Linked DNA regions of Rattus norvegicus: region 2 is linked to region 1. Evidence: chromatin contacts called from public Hi-C data. All regions are on one chromosome and are shown on one strand. The core of a region is the stretch at or near the end of the contact, and the rest is flanking DNA. Distances in the headings are between cores, read along the strand shown. Region 1 has its middle 54 kb from the start of Thy1. Region 2 holds the start of Rnf26 (ring finger protein 26).

Region 1 (5,543 bases), core at 2,039-4,538:
GGGACGGGGGGTGGGGTGGGGTGGAGGTAGGAGTGGGAGATTTTCCTTGGCTTGGTGGCAGTGTGGCTGGGAGAGGGAGATTAGGCTGCAGCTCTGTAGGTGAAGGCCTTCTTCATGGCTTCCCCACAGAGGATCTTGATGAAAAGAGACAGTCCGTGGTTCCAAACAGTTTATTGTCACGGTGGAAAATGGATGTGTAAAACCGTACTCCACTTCTCAGGCTGGGGCCTTTTGCAGGGAGGGGTGTCTGGGAAGGAAAGCTTATTGGCTAAGTCTGCCAGGTCTCTAGGTACCTCATAAGCATGGAGTACTCTGTTTTGGAACTCCCTGACCACAGGACACATTTCTTTCATGTGAGGAGCATGGCACATGTTCCAGACCAGGAATCTGTCAGGGAGCTGGGAGTCACCGGCTCTCCACCTGCTCTGCCTCACCAAATTTCCCGGCACGGTTCTACACCCCAGTCTTCCTCCCTGTCTCATGCCTTCAGTCACCCTGTGCTGTGGATGTATTTCCCTCCTTGGGGCCTCACTGTCTCCCCCATTGTCCCTATCTTGTCTCACCCCCAACTCTTCACCTGGACACTTCCCCTGGTGCAGGCCCTCTGCCCTGTCCTTGGTGCTCCCCACCCTATCCTGACTCCACCGAGGAGCTTGTCTGATTACACTCAGCCTGTGAAAACCCCACATCGCATTCCCTGTTTTCGGGGAAATTTCCAGAATCTTCGACACCCCAAAGTCCCCCCTTGATGCTCTGTACCATGTCATCCCCCCTCTCTCTGACTTTGTGTTCTTCCTTTCACACATCCCTACAGTGAGAAGTCAGCAGTGAGATTCCCCTTCCCCCCAAATCTGTCTTTGGTACAGTGAGTAAGTTACAAGGAAGCCAAGGCCATGCTCAGGCACATCTCCCCATCAGGGGCATAGGACACACTCCTGCTGGATGGCAGGATTGGATGGGGTGCAGAGCCAGTGGGCGGGGTGGGGGGCGGGGGACTGTGATGCTTCCCCTTGGGCCAGTGGTCCGGAGAAATGGCTTCCATTCCGCTTACTTCCTTGGTGGCAGCAGTAGTCAGGGTGGCCTTAGATGGTCACAGCTGTGGTGTGCTGGCTTTGTGTGGCTAGGAAAGCATGCGCTTTGAACACATTGGGTGAAGTTTCCCTGCTTCCCCAAGGCTGAGCAATGGTAATGGCAGTGCCTGCCTGGGGTCCTTAATGAACTGCATTGTGTTCTCTCCACAAATGCTCTACCAGCCCCTGCTATACCAACCAGCACTTGGCTGTACTTGGAGGTTGGGCTTTGAAAGGGAAATCAAGGCAAACTGAGGACAGATGGACGGCCCCTACCAATATGACTGATGTCTAACCCTGGAGTTCATCTTGGGATCCTGACATGAAACTAAACTTTCAGTCCTGGCCAAGGTGTGGTCCTGCCCATCATGAACTCTTTGTCTCAGCATGGACATCTCTAAGAGGCAGGATCCTCCTCTGGCTAGCCCCAGGGCCCCAGTCTTTACCTTCTTCTAGCACAGCTTCTGGGTCGAAATTCTAACTGATTGGGGACCATTGTTTCATTAGTCAGATGGCCAAAGAAGGAGCAAGAGTGTCCCTTTAGAAAGGATCTTTGGTCATGCCACTCTAGCTGCAGTGTCCCCAGGCTCTCGGTAGCAACCGGGAGCAGCTTGGCGTTTGCACAGAGGAGAGGACAGATGAGGGCACTGTGGTCCTGGGCTGAGGTATGGACTTCAGGGCAGGGATGGAAGGCTAGAATCAGGGAGACAGAGGGGACAGGATGAGGTGTCTGGTTGAAGGCCACTGGGTCATGCCATGGCCACACACTACACACATATTAGTGACAAGATCAAAATCACCTTGGGTGCCTCGAACTTTAGGTGCCTGAAGCCATTGAACTTAGCAGAGGTTTGGGGACTGCAGTAGTCAGGGTTCTCTAGAGGAACAGAAGGTCTCTCTCTCTCTCTCTCTCTCTCTTCTCTCCCTCTCTCTCTGTCTGTCTGTCTCTCTGTCTCTGTGTCTCTGTCTCTCTCTGTTTCTGTCTGTCTCTCTCTGTCTGTCTCTCTGTCTGTCTGTATCTCTCTGTCTCTGTCTCTGTCTCTGTCTCTGTCTGTCTGTCTCTCTCTCTCCCCCATATATGGAATTTATTAGCAGGCCTTACAGGCTGTGGTCCAGCTAGTCTAACCATGGCTACAGACCAACAGAAATCCAAGAACTCTAACACCAGTGAAGGAAGACATACTTGCCAGTGAGGGTCTGAACAGACAGGCAAAGAGCAAAAGCTTCCTTTTTCCTGTGTCTTTTATATAGGCTGCCAGCGGGAGGTGTGGCCCAGATTTAGAGTGGATTTTCTGACCTCAAATGATCTGGATTTAGGGTGGGCCTTCCGAACTCAAATGATTCTAATGATTCAATCAAGAAAAATCCCTCACAGATGTACCCAGCCACACGGGCTTTAGTTAATCCCAGATGTAGTCAAGTTGACAACAAAGAATGGCCACCACAGGGCTATACCTCAGTGGTAGGACAATTACCTAGATGTGCAAAATCCTGGTTACATCCCTAGGACTCAGGGAACAGAACCAGCAGAAGGACTGGCTAAGGGCCAGGAGGACGCTCAAGGCCATTTGGGAATTAAGGCCAGGCTGTGGGCATGGCTGTGGCTCAGGGGGAAGAGAAGACTCATGGGAGGGAGTCTGTCCAAGTTTTTCCATCTGCAAAATGGGTACGTTTGCAAACAATGCCTCACTTGGAGACAACAAAGTGTGTTTAACAGTATTGCTGTGTCACTGCTGTAACAAGGCCAGTTCCATGGGGGCTCTTCCTTCTGCTTCTACAAGGTTTATTAACAGCCCATTTCAAAGATGTGACCACATTACTGCCTGCATCCTGCAGCCACTTGGTTCTGTGAATGCAGCCCTGGGTGGCACTGTTTTTAGCCCTGTCGACTGCAGCTGAACATGGGGTCAGCTGAGATTCTGGATCTGTGTGGGGCATGCTTTTAGGCAAAGGCAGGGGCCATGCCCAATACCTCCATCTTCTGCCTTAGTGCTCAGACGGTAATCGTGAGCAAGGCTGGGGGCGGGAAATGTGGATGCAAGGAGCTTGTTTGAGGACATCCTGGGGCAAGGAAAGACACTCTTCAGCTTAGAGTGTGGATGTTCTTGGTCCTTAGCCTCCAACAGACTTCAGCGAGTCGATGTCTACTCGCCAAAACCTGACCCACTAGGCTTGTGAGCTTTCTTGGAGCAATGTCGCCCTCTTGTGGTCATCTGTGCATTGCAAGGCAGTGAGTGGGACAGCTCAGCGCTGCAGGAGAGTCCACCCCACTATTTCCAGGGTGGCACTCCAGTCTGTTTTCTATCCTTGGATGCCCTAGTACTGTCTTTCGTTGCCTTGGCATGTCCTTATTCTTCGTTTGTGTCATAATTGTCCTTGGCATGTCTGTCTGCCATACTGGTATGTGCTGTCTGTCAAATATCTCTTCCCATCAGTCTGTCTGGGTGTCAAATTTTTTCCTGCTGTCTCTGGCCCTCCCTGCCCCGCTCTCTTGCGTCTGTGTCCCTAAGCTGAGGTCATGCCTGTTCTCCTCTGGTTGGATCTGGTTCTTGAGAATGCAGGCTTAGCTGCCCTCTCCAGAATGAGTCAGGAGCTCCTGGAGGGATGAGGGCTCAATTCCCACCTCTTGGTGACCTCAGAGAGGGTGCACAAGGGCACAGGAACTGGCTCAGCTGGGGACTGTGACAAGATATTTTCCAAATCATGTTTATGGGGTGGGTGGAGACATCGGGCGTCTGGGGAGAGGAATGAGCAAGCTGGATATGGCCTGCGTGGCACTGTGCCTGTCCCCCTCCTCCTCTGGGGAGGAACCATCATGTGCTACCTACCCACTGGAAGGGGTTGAGCCCTGCTGCCTGTGTTGGGTTCCCTACCTACTTAATTGCTAACTGGGTCTTCTGTAGCCTCAGGACCTTTGCACAAACCCCTTCCTCACAGTTTCTATCTGATGCCTTACCTTTGAAATCACCTCTTCTGTGAAGCCTTCCCTGATTTACAGTGTCTGAGATGGGCAGTGCTGTACACCTGGCTAGTGTCACCTGGTCATAGCTCTGTCTTCCCTATTTGTGTATCAAATGCTGTATTAGCAAGATCTGTCCCTCAGTAAATACTTGCTAAGAGAATGTCTTGGAGTCTCTATTGGTCCTACCCTTCCCTCTCTGTGGACATATGTGTATATATATTTCATATATATGTGTATATATAATATATGCATATATGTGTATATGTACATGCACATGCATTAATTCATATGTATATATGTGTGTGTGTGTGCACATGTACACAAGGGTGGATGATGCTCTCACATCTGGTCCAAGGGCTGTTCTTCCCCATCGTATATGGCTTATGTGTAAGTTCCTTACAACTGTACTAAGAGGAGAAATTCGGTTCTTCTGTCCCAATAGCCACACTTCAGATGCTCAGTGTCTATGTGTGGCTAGAGATGGTGGCGCCCAGGGGACAGTACAGATACAGAACACCACAGGAAGTTCCATTAGTCAGCGCTACCAAGGAACAAGCTTTGGAAAACATCCTCCCCCTGGATTCTTTCCCACTTTGACAAGGAGGGGGAGGAGATCTCAATGTGTCCAACTCAGGGTGTGAGGGACCAGGACATCCGGTAATGTGCATTGTTGGATGGCTAGATGCATGGCGTGCACATGTATATATGGGTGGATATACATATACAGAACATACAGAATATATGGTGGTACGTATGTTTATATGCATGTGTATATGACATATGTATGTATACAGATGTATGTATCTATGTATCTATGTATGAATATGTGTTTCTGAATTCCTGTACTCCTGAAACTCCTATCTGTGACTGCCCCGGGGGTTGGGGGCTGGGGGTTGGGGAGTTGGGGGGTTGGGGGGTTGGGGGATTGGGGGCTGGGGAGTTGGGGGGTTGGGGGCTGGGGGTTAGGGATTGGGGGGTTGGGGGCTGGGGGTGGGAGGAGCAGCGTTGCTTCTGAGCTAGTCAGTTTTGTCATCTGTACACAAATTAGAGTCACCTGGGAAGAGGGTCGCTCGCCTGAAGAACCACCTCCATTAGATTGGTCTGCGGGCATGTCTGTAAGGCGTTTTCTTAATATCTTTTTTTTTTTTTTTTTTTGGTTCTTTTTTTTCAGAGCTGGGGATCGAACCCAGGGCCTTGCGCTTCCTAGGCAAGTGCTCTACCACTGAGCTAAATCCCCAACCCCCTTAATTTCTAACTATTACAGGAGGGCCCGGACCAGTGGGAGTGGCCCTTCCCTAGAAGGGCCATATAAGCCATCGCCCCCTCTAGACCCTCATCATCTGAGGCAGTGTGGAGATGAGAGCAGTGAGCTGGCCCTGCCCCTTGCCAGCCACAGCCCCTGGGAGAGTGGGCCCTGCCTTGCTACTGGGCAGCCCAGTGGAGCTGACTCCAGAGGCATGGGTGTGGGTGTGGGTGTGGGTGAACCGGCCTGGAGGGCATGAGAGTGGGAG
Region 2 (5,543 bases), core at 1,865-4,364, 120 kb before region 1:
CACAGGTTCAAAAACAAAACAAGGGGCTGGGGATTTAGCTCAGTGGTAGAGCACTTGCCTAGCAAGCGCAAGGCCCTGGGTTCGGTCCCCAGCTCCGGAAAAAAAATAAAAAATAAAACGAGCGAGTCCTTCAGGGATGGTTCAGGCACTTCCTGTGTGTGCAGTAAGAATACCGGAGTTTGAGTCTCCAGCAACAGGAACTGACTGGCCAGAGAACATAGTCAGAATAAGGTGGGAAGTGATGAAAACACCTGACATCCTCCTCTGGTCTCTAACATGTGCGCACTCAGGTCAGCATGTATCTGGGGAAGCCCGTCTCTCTTCTGCTGGGAATTGGGTGCAGGTCACCAGGCTCTCACACAGCAAGTGCTTTTACCTGTATAAGCAACGGCACAGAAAAACTACTGACCTAGATTGCTCCGTGGGCGGAAAGAAAGATTTTATTTGAAACCAGACTGTGAAGCCCACCTCTAGATGTGTTTGGGGGATGGGGAGACAGGCAGGGACAGGAGTAAAATGACTGAAAAGCAAGCAGACTTTACGTGACAGTGAGGTGGATATGGGGGTCTGGGCTGTCATGATTGAACTGGAACTAGCTGCCCTTGGCAGAGGTAGTTGACCTTTGGGAAGGTTAAGAGAACTTCCGGGTGAGCAGAAACTGCTTTGAGAAATCTGCGTTTCTAATAAACAGTAACCTTTAGGGTTGTTTACCGGGTATCAACCCTTCTGCTTACCTAGCCCTGTATCTGTCAACAGCTCTGCTACTCTGGACCGGACAACCTGCTCAGCCATCTCGCTGGTTCTTTTCTTTTCTTGAGACAGAGTCTCTATGGAGCGTTGGTCCTGGAACTTGATACATGGTCCTGGAACTTGATACATAGACCAGGAACTTGATACATGATTCAGACTAACCTCCAATTCACAGATCTGCCTGCCTCTGCCTCCTAGGTGCTGTCCTTAAAGGTATAGCTGTTATTTACTTACTTATATTTTGAAAGACAGGGTTTACAGTAAGCAAAACTGTCTTTTCTTTCTTTTTTTTTTCTTTCTTTTTTTTTTTGGAGTTGGGGACCGAACCCAGGGCCTTGCGCTTGCTAGGCAAGCGCTCTACCACTGAGCTAAATCCCCAACCCCCAAAACTGTCTTTTCTTAAACGGACTAAATATCTAGGAAGCTGACCCTTCTGTCTGTACCTCCCAAGTGCCCCACAAAGCCTCATTTATGTACTGCTGAGGACTGTACTTCAGGTGATGCGGGGCAAGCGGCACGTCCTTCGTGGAGGAAACACAGGGCTTATGCACATTATGAGTTGGCAACAGAGATTTTGAATTCCAAACAAGCAGGAAATTGAAAAAACAAACAGCGCTGACCAGGGGAAGGATAAGTGTCCTGTTTACTTTCTGTTGCTGTGATAAAACACTTTGACCAAAAGCAACTTGGGGAGGAAAAGGTTTGTTTACATTACTGTCAGGCTAGCTAGCGGGTACAATTATTGGTTCACTCTCTGCAAGCTTTCTTCTTACACAGTCCAGGACCCCTCCCTTCGCCTAGGGAATGTTGCTTCCCATGGTTGGCTGGGTCCGCCTATATCAATTAACAAAAGAATCCCTCACAGACAAGTTTACGGTCCAAACCCACCTGAGCAATTCTGTAAACTGAAGTTTCTCTCATGATTCTAGGCTGTGCCAATTTGACAATTAAGGCTAACAGAGACGATAGTCACGAGAGAGATGGGTAAGTAGAAAATACCAGTCTCTTGATGTATGGGGCACAGATGGCCTACAAGCTGATGGGGTCAAGGTAGAAATCAGAGCGCCTTCATTCTGTGGCTCCTTTTCTCAGTGACAAGGGATCCCCCCTAACAATCTTTTTCTCTTTGTGAATAGCTTGAGACAGATGATAATCTTAAAAAGGGTTGTATTTCCAAAGCATGGTACATGCTTAATAAGTGTTAAAAATAAATGATGAGGGCTGGAGAGATGGCTCAGCGGTTAAGAGCACCCGACTGCTCTTCCAGAGGTCCTGAGTTCAATTCCCAGCAACCACATGGTGGCTCACAACCATCTGTAAAGAGATTCGATGCCCTCTTCTGGTGTGTCTGAAGACAGCTACAGTGTACTTATATATAATAAATGAATAAATAAATCTTTAAAAAAAATGATGAATGAGATGAGGCAGCAGGTCCCAGGGGGACGTGGAGAAGGTACTAAACCAGAGTCCAGCCCAGACCTCGAAGAACGCATACTCCAAGACCGGGAGCAGGGTGGAGTTGGGGCTTCGGGGCGATACCACTTAAAGACAGTCTCATTAAATTGTGGCTCTGGCTCTTTAAGGGGCGGGGCGGGGCGGGGCGGGGTGAGGAAATTATACCGACACGCTAACGGACCTATCACCACCTCAAAGAGGAGGAGCTTTATAAATATATTTCTATTCCTCTCATTGGAAATTATGTCTTTGGGCGCTGTTCAAAAACACCAATGGTTTGTCGACTTTTCTGCCATTGCCCCTCACTGATTGGCCATGGGCTATAGTCCCGCCCCCTGCTTGCCCCGTCCCTTAGCACACAAGATGGCGGCGCCCAGTGGAGTCGAGACCGCGCTTGGGGTTTGCTGAGGCTGACTTTCTGTCCTGCTTTCCCTTTGGGTGCCAGTCGCCACGAGCAGGAGGACAGGGGCCGGGCGGGGACAGGGGCACTTGCGTGGCTGGACCGCGAGCCCGCGCCCAGCCTGCGTCGCCCCCACCCGGCCCCGGCCCGGCCCTTCCCGATCCCGTCCTATCCTTCCCGGTCTTCTCCCGGTCAGACCCGTTGCCCGGCCTTGAATACCGCTCCAGGCTTCTAAAGCTGAGGTACTTCCTCCAGTCCGGGCTCCCTATCATTTTAGAGATGTTTTGCTTCTTCGCTCCCGAACAGCCCGCCTTCCAAACCGGGATTCCTTTCCCTCTTGTAAAAGTCTTCTCTCCAACCCACTTCTGTAGACCTTGGTTCTCCCTTGGTTAGACGTTCACATCCCTTCCAAATTAACTCCGAACTCTCCGCAGTATTGGCAACCTTGACACCATCTTCTCTGAGGAGCCAGCCTTTCTTTTTTTGTCCTGAACTCCACAGCCCTATCATGGAGGCTGTCTACCTGGTGGTGAATGGGGTGGGCCTGATGCTGGACTTGCTGACCTTGGTGTTGGATCTCAACTTCTTGCTCGTGTCCTCCCTCCTGGCTACCTTGGCCTGGCTTTTGGCCTTCATCTACAATCTGCCACATACAGTACTGACGAGTCTTCTGCACTTGGGTCGAGGATTCCTGCTCTATTTGGTGGCCTTAGTTGAAGCAGTGGTCCGATTTACCTTCGGGGGATTGCAGGCCTTGTGTACTCTTCTCTGCAGCTGCTACTCGGGCTTGGAGAGCTTAAAGCTGCTGGGGCACCTGGCTTCTCATGGAGCTCTGAAGAGCCGGGAATTACTGAACAGGGGTATCCTGAACATGATCTCTAACGGTCATGGTTTGCTACGCCAGGCCTGTGACATCTGTGCCATTGCCATGAGCTTGGTGGCCTATGTGGTCAATAGTCTGGTCAATATTTGCCTCATTGGCACTCAGAACTTCTTCTCCCTGGTGCTGGCCCTGTGGGATGCCGTGACAGGGCCTCTTTGGAGGATGACAGACGTGGTGGCTGGTTTCCTTGCTCACATTTCCAGCAGCGCTGTGGCCATGGCCATTCTCCTGTGGACCCCTTGCCAACTAGTCCTGGAGCTGTTGGCCTCGGCCGTCCGCGTCCTGGCCAGCTGTGTGCTTTTCCACCTCACCGGTTTGGTGTTGCTGGCTTGTGTGCTGGTGGTGATTCTGATTGCGTTGCACCCAGAACAAACCCTGAGGTTGGCCACCCGAGCTCTCAATCAGCTTCACGCCCGCCCATCCTACCACCGGCTTCGAGAGGATGTTGTACGGCTGTCTCGCCTTCCACTAGGTCTAGAGGCTTGGCGCAGAGTCTGGAGCCGAAGCCTACAGCTGGCCAGCTGGCCAAATCGGGGAGGAGCACCGGGAGCCCCCCAAGGTGGCCCCAGGAGGGTGTTCTCAGCCAGGATCCAGCCCCAGGATCCTCTACCTGAAGCAGATGAGGAGGTCATCAGAACAGCAGCTGCTAGAGGCCGGGAGAGACTCAATGAGGAGGAACCTACAGCTGGTCAAGACCCATGGAAGTTGCTGAAGGAGCAAGAAGAGCGGAAGAAGTGTGTCATTTGCCAGGACCAAAGCAAGACGGTGCTGCTTCTGCCCTGCCGGCACCTGTGCCTGTGCCAGGCTTGCACCGAGATCCTCATGCGCCACCCCGTTTACCACCGCAACTGCCCGCTCTGCCGCCGCAGCATCCTGCAGACCCTCAATGTCTACCTCTGAAGACTCCCTCCCTGCCTGCCCGTCCTTTGTGCTCCACACACCAGGACAGCATCAACATTTTGCCTCCGGGTTCTGGCCTGAGTCCTCTTTGCCCTGAAGGTGTCTCTGCCAAGCCTCAAGCCATATATCCAGGACCTGTAGCTGGAATACTCCGGAAGACTCCAGTCTGGGTGGGACAGAGTAACACTTTCTCTAAATGCTGTGTGGGGCCCTGAGATGCTGAGGGTGGTGAGTATGTCACTATGCAAGGGCCCTGAGACTCTGTGGTGGGCTCTTCTGCACCTGCCCACCCAGATGCCTGCCTCTAGGGCTGTCTTTCTCTGCTTCTGGCTTTTTTTTGTTGGGAGTTTTTGGTCCTATTCCCCCAAGGCCACGCCACATCAGTGTCATTTGAGGATTTTGGCAACTCATGGACCTTGGAGTGATCTTGATTTTCTCTCTCTCTCTCTCTCTCTCTCTCTCTCTCTCTCTCTCTCTCTTTCTTTCTTTTGTTTATTCTTGGTTTGGAATGATCTTGGGCCTTTATGTTCAGCCAGAACCTCTGCCCTGGTGGGTGTGGTACTAGAAACCCGCAGGTGTCCTTAGAGCCACTTCTGCCTGTCATTGTCTTTTAAAGACTCCCAACTTGACTAGAACCTGGGGTCAAGAGTTTATCCCTGGGTACAGGGGTGCAGCTACACCTGGCTTTGGGACCATTTACCCTCAGGCACCCCAGCTCTATGGGGAGCCTCAGAAAGAACAACCAGATGTCTACTCATTCCCTACTTGGCATAGAACATAGCATTCCTCCAGGGCTCTCTCCAACAGTGGAGAGGGCATTCTGCACTTTTCACTAGGGTCCGAACAAGGGGCTAGGCCTCAGGGGTCATAGCTCCAGTAAGTCGGAACGCCCAGTTTCTATGAATAAAGTTCTGTTGACAGCTCTAAGTGTGGTCCTTGCAAGTGCCGGCAGGTGGTCAGCTGGTCTTTGACACTGGCTGGAGTAAGAAGTGAGCATCTGGATTTTGAGCTCTAGGGGTGGGGATGAGGGGAGAGTGTGACAGGCGAGAGCAAAGCAAGCATGGCTGCTTAATGCTTACCCTTCTGATGTGCCCTGCACTCCGTGGTTCTGAATCACCTTCTCTGTACCGTACGTACCACATTAAGTCCCTTTGA

Evidence for each region. A called contact is a pair of places that touch in the nucleus more often than the background predicts.
Region 2: a contact with region 1 is called in a Hi-C map of the A7r5 cell line, with 8 times the contacts expected there. The contact joins the promoter of Rnf26 here to the enhancer-like site in region 1. A contact is called at or near these places in 9 of 12 Hi-C or Micro-C datasets (the A7r5 cell line, the Rat2 cell line, Schwann cells and 4 more) and 1 of 1 datasets of contacts at active chromatin or transcription factors (oligodendrocytes).

What each region holds. Positions count from the first base shown.
Region 1 is chr8:53,229,341-53,234,883 of GRCr8, reverse strand. No RefSeq gene overlaps it. Among named protein-coding and RNA genes, the nearest start is that of Thy1, 54 kb to the left of the region's middle. Within about 2 kb of position 3,288, at least 12 of the 93 cell types and tissues checked have an H3K27ac peak or open chromatin away from gene starts, as enhancers often do. A contact at or near this core is called in the A7r5 cell line, where this site is marked.
Region 2 is chr8:53,351,157-53,356,699 of GRCr8, reverse strand. It overlaps Rnf26 (ring finger protein 26), which reads left to right and starts at 3,114. Exons shown (of 1, transcript NM_001113748.1): 1 at 3,114-5,312. The coding sequence starts at 3,114. The coding sequence ends at 4,388.